Regions from separate parts of the Oncorhynchus mykiss genome. Here region 1 is linked to region 2. Evidence: chromatin contacts called from public Hi-C data. All regions are on one chromosome and are shown on one strand. Each heading gives the region's core, a stretch centred on a gene start, on an enhancer-like site or on the middle of the called end of the contact. The rest is flanking DNA. Distances are from core to core; before and after follow the strand shown.

The links. A called contact is a pair of places that touch in the nucleus more often than the background predicts.
Region 1: a contact with region 2 is called in a Hi-C map of liver, with 4 times the contacts expected there. The contact joins the enhancer-like site here to the promoter of vig1 in region 2. A contact is called at or near these places in 3 of 3 Hi-C or Micro-C datasets (blood and liver).

Annotation. Positions count from the first base shown.
Region 1 is chr25:9,653,072-9,659,119 of USDA_OmykA_1.1, reverse strand. It overlaps rnf144aa (probable E3 ubiquitin-protein ligase RNF144A-A), which reads right to left. Exons shown (of 9, transcript XM_036962724.1): 6 at 5,246-5,393; 7 at 4,506-4,604; 8 at 2,406-2,490; 9 at 1,688-2,255. The coding sequence ends at 2,179. Among protein-coding and RNA genes, the nearest start is that of rnf144aa, 52 kb to the right of the region's middle. Within about 2 kb of position 2,804, at least 2 of the 11 cell types and tissues checked have an H3K27ac peak or open chromatin away from gene starts, as enhancers often do.
Region 2 is chr25:9,595,363-9,601,528 of USDA_OmykA_1.1, reverse strand. vig1 (viperin) reads right to left here and starts at 2,931. Exons shown (of 6, transcript NM_001124253.1): 1 at 2,565-2,931; 2 at 2,254-2,415; 3 at 1,623-1,852; 4 at 1,345-1,494; 5 at 1,004-1,036; 6 at 1-539. The coding sequence starts at 2,871. The coding sequence ends at 375.

The sequences.
Region 1 (6,048 bases), core at 1,555-4,054, 58 kb before region 2:
TTTCCTGTATGTGTTCCAAAGTGGCTTATTGATGGCGGAACGCCAATGACTGATCTCTTGAGTTTAAATGCGTTTCAGAGTGAGAAATGGTGTAGCTACAGTAAATGCCCCCTCACCACAAGTTCTGAGGGAACAACTTAAGGGAAAATAATGATAGATAAAAAAGAAAAAAGAAAAAAAAAAAAAGAAACTATCTGTCTGATGTAAGTCAACCACCCTTTTGTGAAATTCTACTGTGTGACGTGATAATGGCACATGGAATCTGGTATAACATACTGGACCACTTGATATGACCACACTGTTAGCAAGACTAAGGTACTAAGATAGGAAATGTACAAACTTGCATAGATACAGTCATGTGTAGAGCAGTCTTCAGATGTGTCTAAAACAGTCCAGTGAAGTTCTTGACATTTTATATCCCTGCAAAGGTTGCAGTAGCTGCATGTAGTGAGAGCTCTCGACTGGCTCCCAACAAAAACGCTGACAACAATACCACTAACATTATGCAAGTTTGCCACGGACTCACACCATTAAAAAAAAAAAACATTATATAGGATTATTGTTCATTACAGAGGTTGGATATATGACCAACATCAGTGTAACATAGATCATATGAAGGGACATCTTTGTATCAGAGAGACAATTTCATTTCCTATGTTCCACCTGAAAATAGACAGGTTTTAATGAATGACTGACGCATTGAACAAATTCATTATTTAAGTGTGCTTTCACGAGGACGGAATTGGACAATGGCCATGTGTTTTTGTAGACAGTTTTTTTCCCCCTTCATCAGAATACTGGGAGGTGGCTTTTTTTGGCTTCGTTTCTTATTCATTTAAGGCCATTTGTTGCTATGTGGCTAAATATGATTCATATTTTAGTTGAGAGGAACTCAGAATGAACCCCATGACATCTATATTAAAGTATTCCATTCGACAACACAAGTCAGAACCAGTTCCAGACGGTTTGTTCACGTCTGTGTGGATGGGGAGACGAATGTTCAGGGCCCATGTTCACAAAGTGTCTTGAAGTAGGAGTACTGATATTGGATCAGTTTTGTCTCTGAGACTCTTTGTAAACACAGGACCAGGAGTCCTCTTTTTGGGCTGTGAGAAGGAGTTTGGGACACCCTCTCAAAAAGACACATAGACCTCCCGGGTGACACAGTGGTCTAAGGTCACCAGAGACTGTGGGTTCGAGCCCAGGCTCTGTCGCAGCAGGCCGCGACCGGGAGGTCCATCGGGTTAGGTAGGGTGTGGTCGGTAGGGATATCCTTGTCTCAGTAGCGACTCCTGTGGCAGCCCGGGCACAGTGCACACTGATCAGGTCACTGGGTGTACGGTGTTTCCTCCGACACATTGGTGCGGCTGGCTTCCAGGGTCGGATGCGCGCTGTGTTAAAGAAGCAGTGCGGCTTGGTTGAGTTGTGTTTCGGAGGACGCATGGCTCTCGACCTTCGTCTCTCCCGAGTCCGTACGGGGAGTTGTAGCGATGAGACAAGACAGTAACTACTAACAATTGGATACTACGAAATTGGGGAGTAAAAGGGGGTAAGAATATATATATATATACTTTTTTTAAAGACAGAAATAGGAGTTCAAATCCATTTTGTAAAAACAATAACTTCTTGCTGATAGTGGGAACAGAGCAAAAGATGACAGAAACACAGACATCACCAAGAGAACGTGCTGTACAGGGGAGTGAGAGACAGAAAACCTCCCGACTCCCGCCCTGGTACTTAAAGCGACAAACTGAGTGTCTTTAATGTGCAAACAGAGTAAACACAAAACACCAACTCCAGTGGTATTTCCTGTATGTTGAGAGATAAAAAGCGAGAGTAGAGGGGTGGGGGGAAAGCTTTGTGTTTTACAAACCAACAAAAACAAGAAACTCGACTTGAAACGAGTTAAGGTGAAGGTCCTCCAATAGTAGCAGCTCCTGCATGAAACTGTCTCCAACAAGAGGATTCAGACATCACATCTTTATCCCCCTTCTCTTGATAAAACATCCTCTTCGGTTCTGTACTACACCACTGCCTGTAGCTCACCTCAAGGCCTCAGCATGGCCCTGCTACAGTAAACGGACACATGGCCCCCAAGCCCACAGAGAGGCGCGTCGTTGTCGTCCACAAAGTCTGACCTCTGTGAACCCATCTTCCACCAGGCCAGGGAGCACAGGGTCAACACAACTCCTCCTCTCCCACCATGACACTGCGAGCGAGATGGATCGGGATGCGGCTGGGCCGAGACGGTGCAGCTTGGCCCCAGACCCGTTAAATGAAGCACCGCCAGAAGCGGAGGGAGAAAACGGAAGAAAGGGACGAAAAATAAATATGGCCGCCTGCTTAGCGAGGCGGGGTTTAGGTGGGCAGGGGGTCGTCGTCCCCTTTGCTGCACTTGCACTTACAGCAGAGGACAAAGGGCGTGGCCAGGAGGAGAAAGGGAGAGGCCACCAGCAGGAGAAGGCCGAAGCCAGCGAAGATCCCCACCACCTTGGAGAAAGAGAGAGAGGAGAGAAAGTAAGAGACTGCAAACAAGGCAGAGGCACAAGCTAATAAGACACCGTTTGTTTAGCTACACTGCAAAAATATCAGGAAGGACACAATTGGCACTATATAGAAAATACTTTAAAAAAAAACAGGACTAGCGTATGAGAGATCCCTTAACAAGATAATACACACCAAATAATTTCCACTTCCCTTCTCAAAACTTGCTCTCTTGTTTGACGTGGTCATAACCCACCATGCAAGTTATTTTCAATCTTTGTAGTGCAAGTCTCCCATCTCACCACATGGGGGCATCAGCTACAAGCAGAAACATCTCCTCAGCTACAAAACGGCCTTCGAAAGTAGCAATTACACGCAAACCTGCCTTAGAATAACCTAATGGACTTCTGCCGGTGTCAGAGTAGGAGAGTCATTTTGAGGATCACCCAGGGCGGGCCAATGAAGGACAAGACAGCAGAGAGTGGCAGCCTATGACAAAGACCTTTCGATAAAATAGCTCCATGCATGTATATACACATTGCTGATGCGATCCCTTCTCGTGTATTTCTGTCCACTTCCCTCTTTTCGGAGGTCTCCGTAATCACATTATTTACCCAGACGAGCACCCCATGAACCTTTAGTTACACCGGCATACCGGGGTTATCATGATATCCTATTCGCTCAGATCAACCAAACCCTTGACAAAGCTACCGTATAAAATAGACCATGTCTGGTCTGAGAACAGTAAGCGTCGAGAGAGGTGACCTTCATTCCTTCTACGGCGTCCCTAGCGGATGCAACCCCCTCAGCTCAAATCTCAAAACGGATTTGAAAATCAGATACAGAGGCGAAAACAGAAAACAGAGAGGCTGAGCTTTCTTTATCAAAAGGCAGGATATATTAGGGCCTTAATTCGGAAAATGTCTGAGTAGGAGTGCTGATCTAGGATCTGTTTTTGCCATAATGAATAAGATGACATTGACAGGCAGGACCTCATCCTAGATCAGCACTTCCTTTGTGAATAAGGGCCCCGGTGTCCTTTCTGTATGTGTTACGCGTTCATGAGGAGCTAAAGAGAGAGACTGGGCTTGGGGAGCAGTGAGGTTGCATGGGCTGGGTAAAGGAGGTGCAGTACCACAAGCTGTAATCATGCTCAAATGACTCAGCCTGTCCTACTGGGCAACAGATGTCAGTGTGTACGCTAGCGTTCACAACGCTCTGTTAAACCCGGGAAATGTGCTCGTCTATGACTAGATATGTGCTGGATGATAGCGAGAGCTGAACGTCGACTGGGTGAACAGGAAAATATAGAACGTCTACTCAATATTCTCATTCGATATTAGAATCAGAATTCTAAAAAGGATGTGTTGACTTTTATTACATAACGTGTGGCAAGCATTATGTGTGTTGCAACTGAACAGCTTAACAGTACCATCAAATAACATTGAGCAACCAGTGTTACATTTTACCAGGGGCGCAACTTTGGTTTTCATGAATATCATTCTTTATCCAGTCAACTCGGAGGCGTCCGCATGGTCCTAAAGCACACCGTTGCCTCGTTTTGGATCACATTCCAATGATAAAAGATGAAGAAAAAAAAAATGAAATTTCAGAATGTGCAGTGAAAGTTGCGCCCCTGCTTTTTACTTTAGAGACTGTGCCAGAGTAAAAGCATTACTCTAACCCATAAGTGACGTGCAAATGTCCACATATTATACGCAGAAAAAAAATCTGCTGTAAGAAAGCAATGCTGGAGACATGTTGACACAAACAACAACGGGCCAACACACAGAGCACAACGACCAAGCTGTGCTCTCCTACCGACTAGTGTTTTCACAGAGCACCATCCATGATTATTCACGTTAAACATGTGTGCGCGTGGAAGTGTTTGTGTGAGGGGAAAAGTGTGTTGCATGTGCCCTGCCACATGCTGCAGACATAGGGGAAGTCCAGTGTGTGTGTGTGTGTGTGTGTGTGTGAGAGACAGAGAGAGACAAAAGGAGGAAAGTGGGCGCACTAACTTTACTCACCTGTGTTCTGTGCCAGATGACAGACGCCCTGGAGTGGCCCAGTTTGTTTCGACAGGGCCCTTTGTCATAGTGGATCAGGAGGAAGTCATCCTGTGTGTCACACACACACAGACACACACACACACACACACACACAGACCCAGACACAGACAGACAGAGAGAAAGAGGAGAAAAGAATGATCTATGATTAGTACTGAGAGGTAGGGGCAGCTGCTTGGAGAAAATTGCTTTTAAATTACCAGTGTCGTGTAAAATCGCCTGTGGTCTGCAATTAGAATTGACTTAAGCCACTGCCAAAGTAAAGCCTCCTACAAGCCCAGATAAAATCCCTCCGTTTCAGTTCCATTGTCTTGTATCAAACGTCATAAAAACGGGTTTTGGATTTGGAAATCCATCCGCCTGCAGCCTTATCACACCTCCTGCAGTGCTGTTATTCCCTGATAACACATTGGATCACTGCTCACACCAGACATGCGAAATCTACACAGAGTGAATTCTATGCACATTTCAGACTGCTGTACTGAAGTCAGGACCAACATGCTGAAAAGGGAAATTAAAACTCATTTGCAAAGATACGTGTGTATTATTCTATGCGAACATGTTGCAGCAGCACAGATGTGGGGAGGTGTTTTGGGGAAACATTGGGACAAGGTTCTACTCATATCCAGGGGCTCCAGAATGTACCACTAGAAAGGGGTGTGTGTTCGCGTGCGACAAGGTTCTCTACTCACGTCCAGTGACTCCAGACAGTACCAGCAGAAGGCGTGTTTGCAGTTCTTGCACATCATCTGGGCACAGCCCTCGTCCCTCTCGATGTACACCTTACACTTGGGACAGCGCTTGATGGGACCATCGTCATCGTCACTCTTGTAGAAGGAGCTGAGGAGACACGGTGAGCGCGCGAGAGAGAGAGAGAGAGAGCGAGAGCAATGTTCAGTGTGTTACGTTTCTTAAACAAATGTTGGTTGAAACAATTGTTTTTGCTGAATGACGCTAAAGAACAAAGACCATGATATATCAGAGATCCAGAATGCCACGAGAGATTACCCACTCATACAGTTTATCATGCCACAGATCTTGAACAGCCTTTGTTAATGTACAATAGATCTAAGCTTGCAATAAACATCAACAGAATTTTCTCCTAACACCTGAAATGCAAACGAAATGAGAGAATGTAAAGTGTGCTCGTCACAGCCTTTTTTTCCGCACTCCTTTCAGGCTTTTCTTTCTTCTATTCATCTTAAAGGCAGGTCTTTTGTGTCCTTTTCCCACCTGAGTGCTGCTGACTCTTGAAGGCCAGAAAGGAGAGCAGGTGATGCTGTCGGCTGTCCTCTCAAGTGTCAGAGAGGCGGACAGGGAACAAGCACATTCATTTTTCTGAGCCAATTCTCCGGCTATTGATCGCATCTGGCCAGAGTGAATTAATGCACACCTTTCATGTCCTACTTCATTTGACACCCTGGCAGTCATTTTGTAACTCTTCAGGACTTTCGGATTCTAGCTTTTACTCTGGAAGGAACGGGATTCCATTCCT
Region 2 (6,166 bases), core at 1,682-4,181:
AGTGCTAAATTCCAAATGCTACATGAAAGTGCAAATAAGCCTCTTGGTTGGTGAATAGAAACAAATTTGGATAACAGGGTATATAAGAAAATTCAAACAAAACGGGGCACACAAAAAGTTATTATCTTGTGGGATAGTGAGTGATTAAATAGTTGTCCGTGTAGAGTAGCTGTGTTGTGTAATTTTACTACTAATTAAAGGTACAGTACACAAACGCCTCAAGGTATGGCAGTAAAAGATTCCAACATAACTTTTACAATATCATAAATATTTAAGTGTAAAGTGCAGTTATACAGGCGGAAACAATTTTTTTATAAAAAAACATACAGAAAATACATACAGAAGTGTAGCAATAACTGATTATAATGTGTGGATCACCACTCGAGCCGCATGTCAGCTTTGCTCCACACATATTTCCCTCCTCTCTTTAGGAACATCTTCTCGTCAAAGCCACTGAACTGAATGGCCTCTTCCACGCCAACATCAAGGATGGACTTGGATGGATCTTTCCTCCCCTCTCGGCAATCCAGGAAACGCATCTAAAAAAGCATTTAAAAAAAAAATCTAATTCATAAGCATTTAGAACATGAGGAATCATTTATAAAGAATTGTATAAGCATTTATAAAGGCTTAATCATGAAAGTTGTTATAAAGTGTTAACAACTGGTCATAGAAGAGCCTTTTGACAATCTAGTCCATTATCGAAATATCAATGCTATGAAACCTCATACCTAATTCTAATAAAAAATAAAATATCGACAAAACAGCATCTCATTTCATCCTTCTCAAAGCCTGTAAATCCCCTCTGATCAAGATTGAAGCCACACATTACTCTGGGACTTACTATGTGAAGGTACATGTCTATAAATCTCAATCGATGAGAAGCATTTAGACAGCTGTTCAATAGTTCTGATGGATGAGGACTGTCTCCTTTAAAGGGCATGCTAAGACTGAATGTAGAGTGAGTATCATGTAAAATAACGGATTGAAAAAAAGGACTTACATATTCATCCAGAATGAGGTAGGAATCTCTCATCTGACAAGAGAAGACAACAAGGAAACATGTTAATGTCAAAACTAATTTTGTATTACAATATTGTCCACAGAGGGTTCTACATGCAACCCAAAATATTGTTCTACCTGGAACCAAAATGGCTTCTCCTATAGGGACAGCAGAAGAACCCTTTTGGAACCCTTTTTTCTAATAGTGTACTTTAAACCTTAGTAGCATTTGGAAACAACTTAAATAGAGTAGTAGTTGTTGAATCATCATAATATACTGTATATAACGGACAATAAAAAATATAATATTGTGTTCTCTTTGTCTTAAGTACAGTCCCGTACCTTCTGATTGGACTCTGGTACCAGGCAGCTGATGCTGCTGTGCCTTTCCAGGAAGTCCTGAAACTGCTGATCACTGATGAGAAACCTCTCTGCCTCCCTCAGACTGTTCTCCCCAGCGTTCTCGCCATCGATCAGCAGACACTGGAACACCTATACAGCACACACAGTGAAGTCAAGGCCATACAACTCATTTGTTACATCTATGGTATGAGAAGACACCTCTATTCACAGATACAGCATTACTGGTGTGTAATGTTAATGCTTTGGAACACCCTAACCTTCCAGCGTACAGGGTTGAGTTCTGTGATGTTTTCTCTCATGTCTTCATCCACATTGAAGGTGTTGATCACAGAGTTGATTTTGAACGCCACTTTGTACTTCCGGCACCAGTCACGGACCTTGAAGAGGTTGTCCAGGTGGCTCTTCCTGCCCTGGGCTCTGCCAATAGTCTGGTTGGTGTCCTCGTCAAAGCTGTCACAAGAAATGGCCAGAATGTCCAGGTATTCGCCTGTGAGGACAAGGAGAGTTTTTGACATCATCTCAAACAATTGTATTTTGAAACCCCAATGTATTGTAAATGTATCCACACATTCACGTGACAGTATAGATTTATTGAGATAAAATATCAACAAGTATTTTTTTAAACAATTTGATGATCAAAGGATGCCTTTTATGATGAGTCCTACATTTTGTAAGGAGTCAACTGTGAAGCTTTTCAAATAAAACGTGTGAAATGCTTCTCTGAGTTTACATTTTGTGACCTTATATCAAAAACTTACTCAGTGCTGACATCTAGTGTCAATCAAATGACCTTTTTTTTCTGACCGCATGAGAATAATGAGGATTGTTTGTTTATGATGGGTGCTTTATTTTATTTTAACACAGAAATGAAAATGAAAACCATCTTACCATATGTTTGGAACCACTTTTCTCTGATCATGCTGCCATTGCTGACAATACTGACACTTGGGAGCTGGAGGTCGTGTTTGCAGTATTGGACTAATTTCCCCAAGAAATCTCCTCTGTCGTGTATGAAAGGCTCTCCGCCAGAAAAGTTTATTTTTTCCAGTCCTGCAAAAAATAATGAAATTCTGAATTGTAAACACTGAATATAACATTAAATGACATAGCAATAGGCTATAATAATACTGTCATAACATACCATGTGAATTTAAATATGGATTTGAAATAGCATAAATATAATATTTGGGCAAACTTACCTGATTCCTTCAGAAGCTGTAAACCTCTCTTTGCTTCCTCAATAGGTAGGACAAAAGACGTTTTTGCAGTGTGGAAACAAAAACCGCACTTATAATTGCACTGTCGGGTAAAATGATAATTGACACTGCTTGGAGTTGCCGAAGCTTGAGAAATAACATTGTTCACCACCTTGATTGTAGCTGGATTGACTTTTCCTGTAGAAGAGAACTGTGATGCGCCGTGCACCTGCTGTCCTCGCACACCGATCCAGGCCAGAACAGCTGCAAAGATGCACTGGAGGAAACTCATGCAGCGCTGTAGGAACATCTTCACAAACACGATTTGGGTAGAGAACAATATTACTAGTCTTCACCTGGCCTGTCGAGTTGAAACGTCTGATGCAGGGCTCACTTGACTCTATGTATACCGCGATACACGACGCGTCGCCTGGCGTTGTAAAGTAACTTACGTTTCATCAAAACATCATCTGGGTTTCTATTTGCTAATAAGGAAACCGAAATGTCCACATTTGAACAGATCGAAAACAGGTTCAATCAACGTTGTTTCAACCCCCCGAAATGTAACGTGATTATGTTGAATCAACGTGGATAACTGATTGGATTTGTAAAACGTGTTTTGTTGTTGTCGATTTCACATGTAATTCACGTTTGTTGACAACTCAACCAAATGTAGGCTAAACCAAACTAAACATTGAACTGACATCTGTGCCCAATGGCTACCAACTGTATGAGTAGTGGTGCAATTACGCTTAATGGCCATCATTGCAGTGCTCTAAAAACTTGAAAATAAAAGTATGCCTTGATTCAAATGCAGTCCTATTACACGCCTACATGCTTAAGCGCTTTGAATAGGCCTTCATACCCTAATAGTGCCATGCAAATTAGCTGACTCACTAGCGTAATTTAGGTGAGGACATGGGACAGGTAGTAACAGCCATATTATGATAGGCCCACCTCTGCATTCCAAACGCTTAAAAGACACCCTATCCCGGCAGCCCTCAAATTAAGTGAACACTTCTGATGACGTCTCATGACGTCTGACGAGAATACAGTACACTTGCAGGGCGAGGGAGGAAGGAAGTAAATATTGTGAAATGTACCGCCCTTGCATGGAAATTCGTCACTTATTCATCCCGCGATGATTGTGTTTTCAGCCACAGGTAGCTTGTGTGTGCTTTATATGCGCTACAGTCAATTATGATTGCATGTCTACCTATATTAACTATATAATGATTAATATACGCCTACTGTGTGATAGCTAGCAAATTAATTAGCTACCTAACGTTAGCCTGTCTGGCTGGAACTTCTGAAGAAGGAACATTTTTTATTTCTACAATTTCCAAAAGCTAACCAAACAAAACATAATTACTTTTACAAGACTGTTTGTGCCATCGTTTGCATTAGTAGCACAATTTCTAAACTTTTTACGGTCGTTATTTTTACTTACACTTGCATATTGACGTATACATATTGATGTTAAGGTTTTATGTTTCGGCTGACTTTTCTTAGTAGATGTACAATCATCATGAGTTGAATTATGTGCTGTTTCAGGCCCGAAGTTAACATAATTGTACACTCGCAAACTCAATCAAAAACGAGGGCTGAGGAGCTTACATTGCGAACTTCCCTTGTTTGGCTAATCGTTTGGACCGATGTCCAAGATGGTGACAGGGATTCCCCCAAGGGCATAAGGCGAGGGTAAGGGGACGAGGGTGTGTCTTATAGAGATTGAAACGCAGCCCTTATCTCAGACAGTCAGGTGCACATTGCATCACTTTCGTTTTTGGTAATATGGCTAAAGTTTTGGTTTGCTTGTCAAGTGCGCCATAAGTTTCGTTTTCTCCTCAGTTTCCCAAATCAGGCGTGCTATTTTGTGATTTTAAACCTACATTGAACCACACTGCTAACCTTATGCCTATTTTATTTACATTCTGACCAAAAAGCTAATTGTTATAAATTGTATTTTAATGTTTAAGGACTCTTGGAAGATTAGTCCAAATGAGGACTAAAAGCGATCCTAATAAAATACGCAGTGACACATTGGAATGACCTAATTTGTCGGTGAATGTCTCTGGCTGCTTTCCAAACACTTAAAATACACACCTTATCCCCTCAGCCCTCAAATTAAGTGGACACTTCTGATGACGTATCATGACGTCTGACGAGTATACACTTGCAGGACAAGGGGCGACAGAGGAAGGAATGATTTTTAAATGGACTGCCCTTGCCCGGAAATTCGTCACTCGTTCATCCCTCGATGATTGTGTTTTCAGCCACCGGTAGCTTGTGCCTTATATGCTCTACAGTCAATTATGATTGCATATATACTTATATTAACTATATAATATATATATATTATTAATATATGCCTACTGTCTGATAGCTAGCAAATTAATTAGCTAATTAACGTTAGCCTGCCTAGCTGGAACTTCTGAATAAATATTTTTTTTTATTTCTACAATTTCCAAAAGCTAACCAAACAAAAACATTACTTTTATGAGACGTGTTTGTGCTGTCATTTGCGTTAGAAGCACAATTTCTAATCTTTTTACAGTTGTTTTTACTTACACTTGTATGTTGACTTATCCATATTGATGTTGAGGTTTGAAGTTTTGGCAGACTTTTCTTAGCGGATGCACAATCATTGCTAATTGAATTATGGGGCGTTTCAGGCTCCGAACTGAACATAACTGTACACTTGCAAACTCCATTAAAAACGAGGACTGAGGGGCTTACGTTGCTTGGCTAATCATTTGGACCGACGACAAATATGACCGCGGGGATTCCCCCAAGGACATACTGCAAGGGTAAGAAGACGAGGGTGTGTCTTTTATGACTTTGAAATGCAGCCTCTGTTGACTTCTTCTACTTCTTCTTCATGTGTCTTTCCGGCAGACTAGACACTGTGTGGCGTATTGCTGCCTTTCGCAGATCATGCGAATTGCACATTTTGGGACCCACCGAAAAAAGGGACAAGGGGAATGTGAAAAACTTATATTGCACCATCTCACCCTGCTCCTATACATTATTTCCCAAAACCCACCACCTCATCCCACTACTTTTAGGGTGTAGGCTCCCCATATATATATATATATATATATATATATATATATATATATATATATATATATATATATATATATATATATATATATATACAGTATAATACATATATATATATATATATATATATATTCAGTGACAGTTAAAAGTTTGGACACCAAGTGTATAGGTCTAACTTAATTTGATTATATTTAAGCAATAAGGCCCAAGGAGTTGTGGTATATCGCCAATATACCAAGGCTAAGGGTTGTCCTTATGCACAACGCAACATGAAGTCCCTGGATACAGCCCTTAGCAGTGGTATATTGGCTATATACAACAAACCCCAGAGGTGCCTTATTGCTATTTAATATAATGGTTGGGTCTAATCCTGGATGCTGATTGGTTAAAACTGCATTCCAGCCAGTCTCTATTCCACAAACTATGACATTGACATGCCTATTTACTCTGTTCCATCTAACTGCTCAATCCAATGTATGAACTTGATCTCCACTATAAAAAGCATCTAGACATTATTTCCCATTTCTTTTTTACTTGCA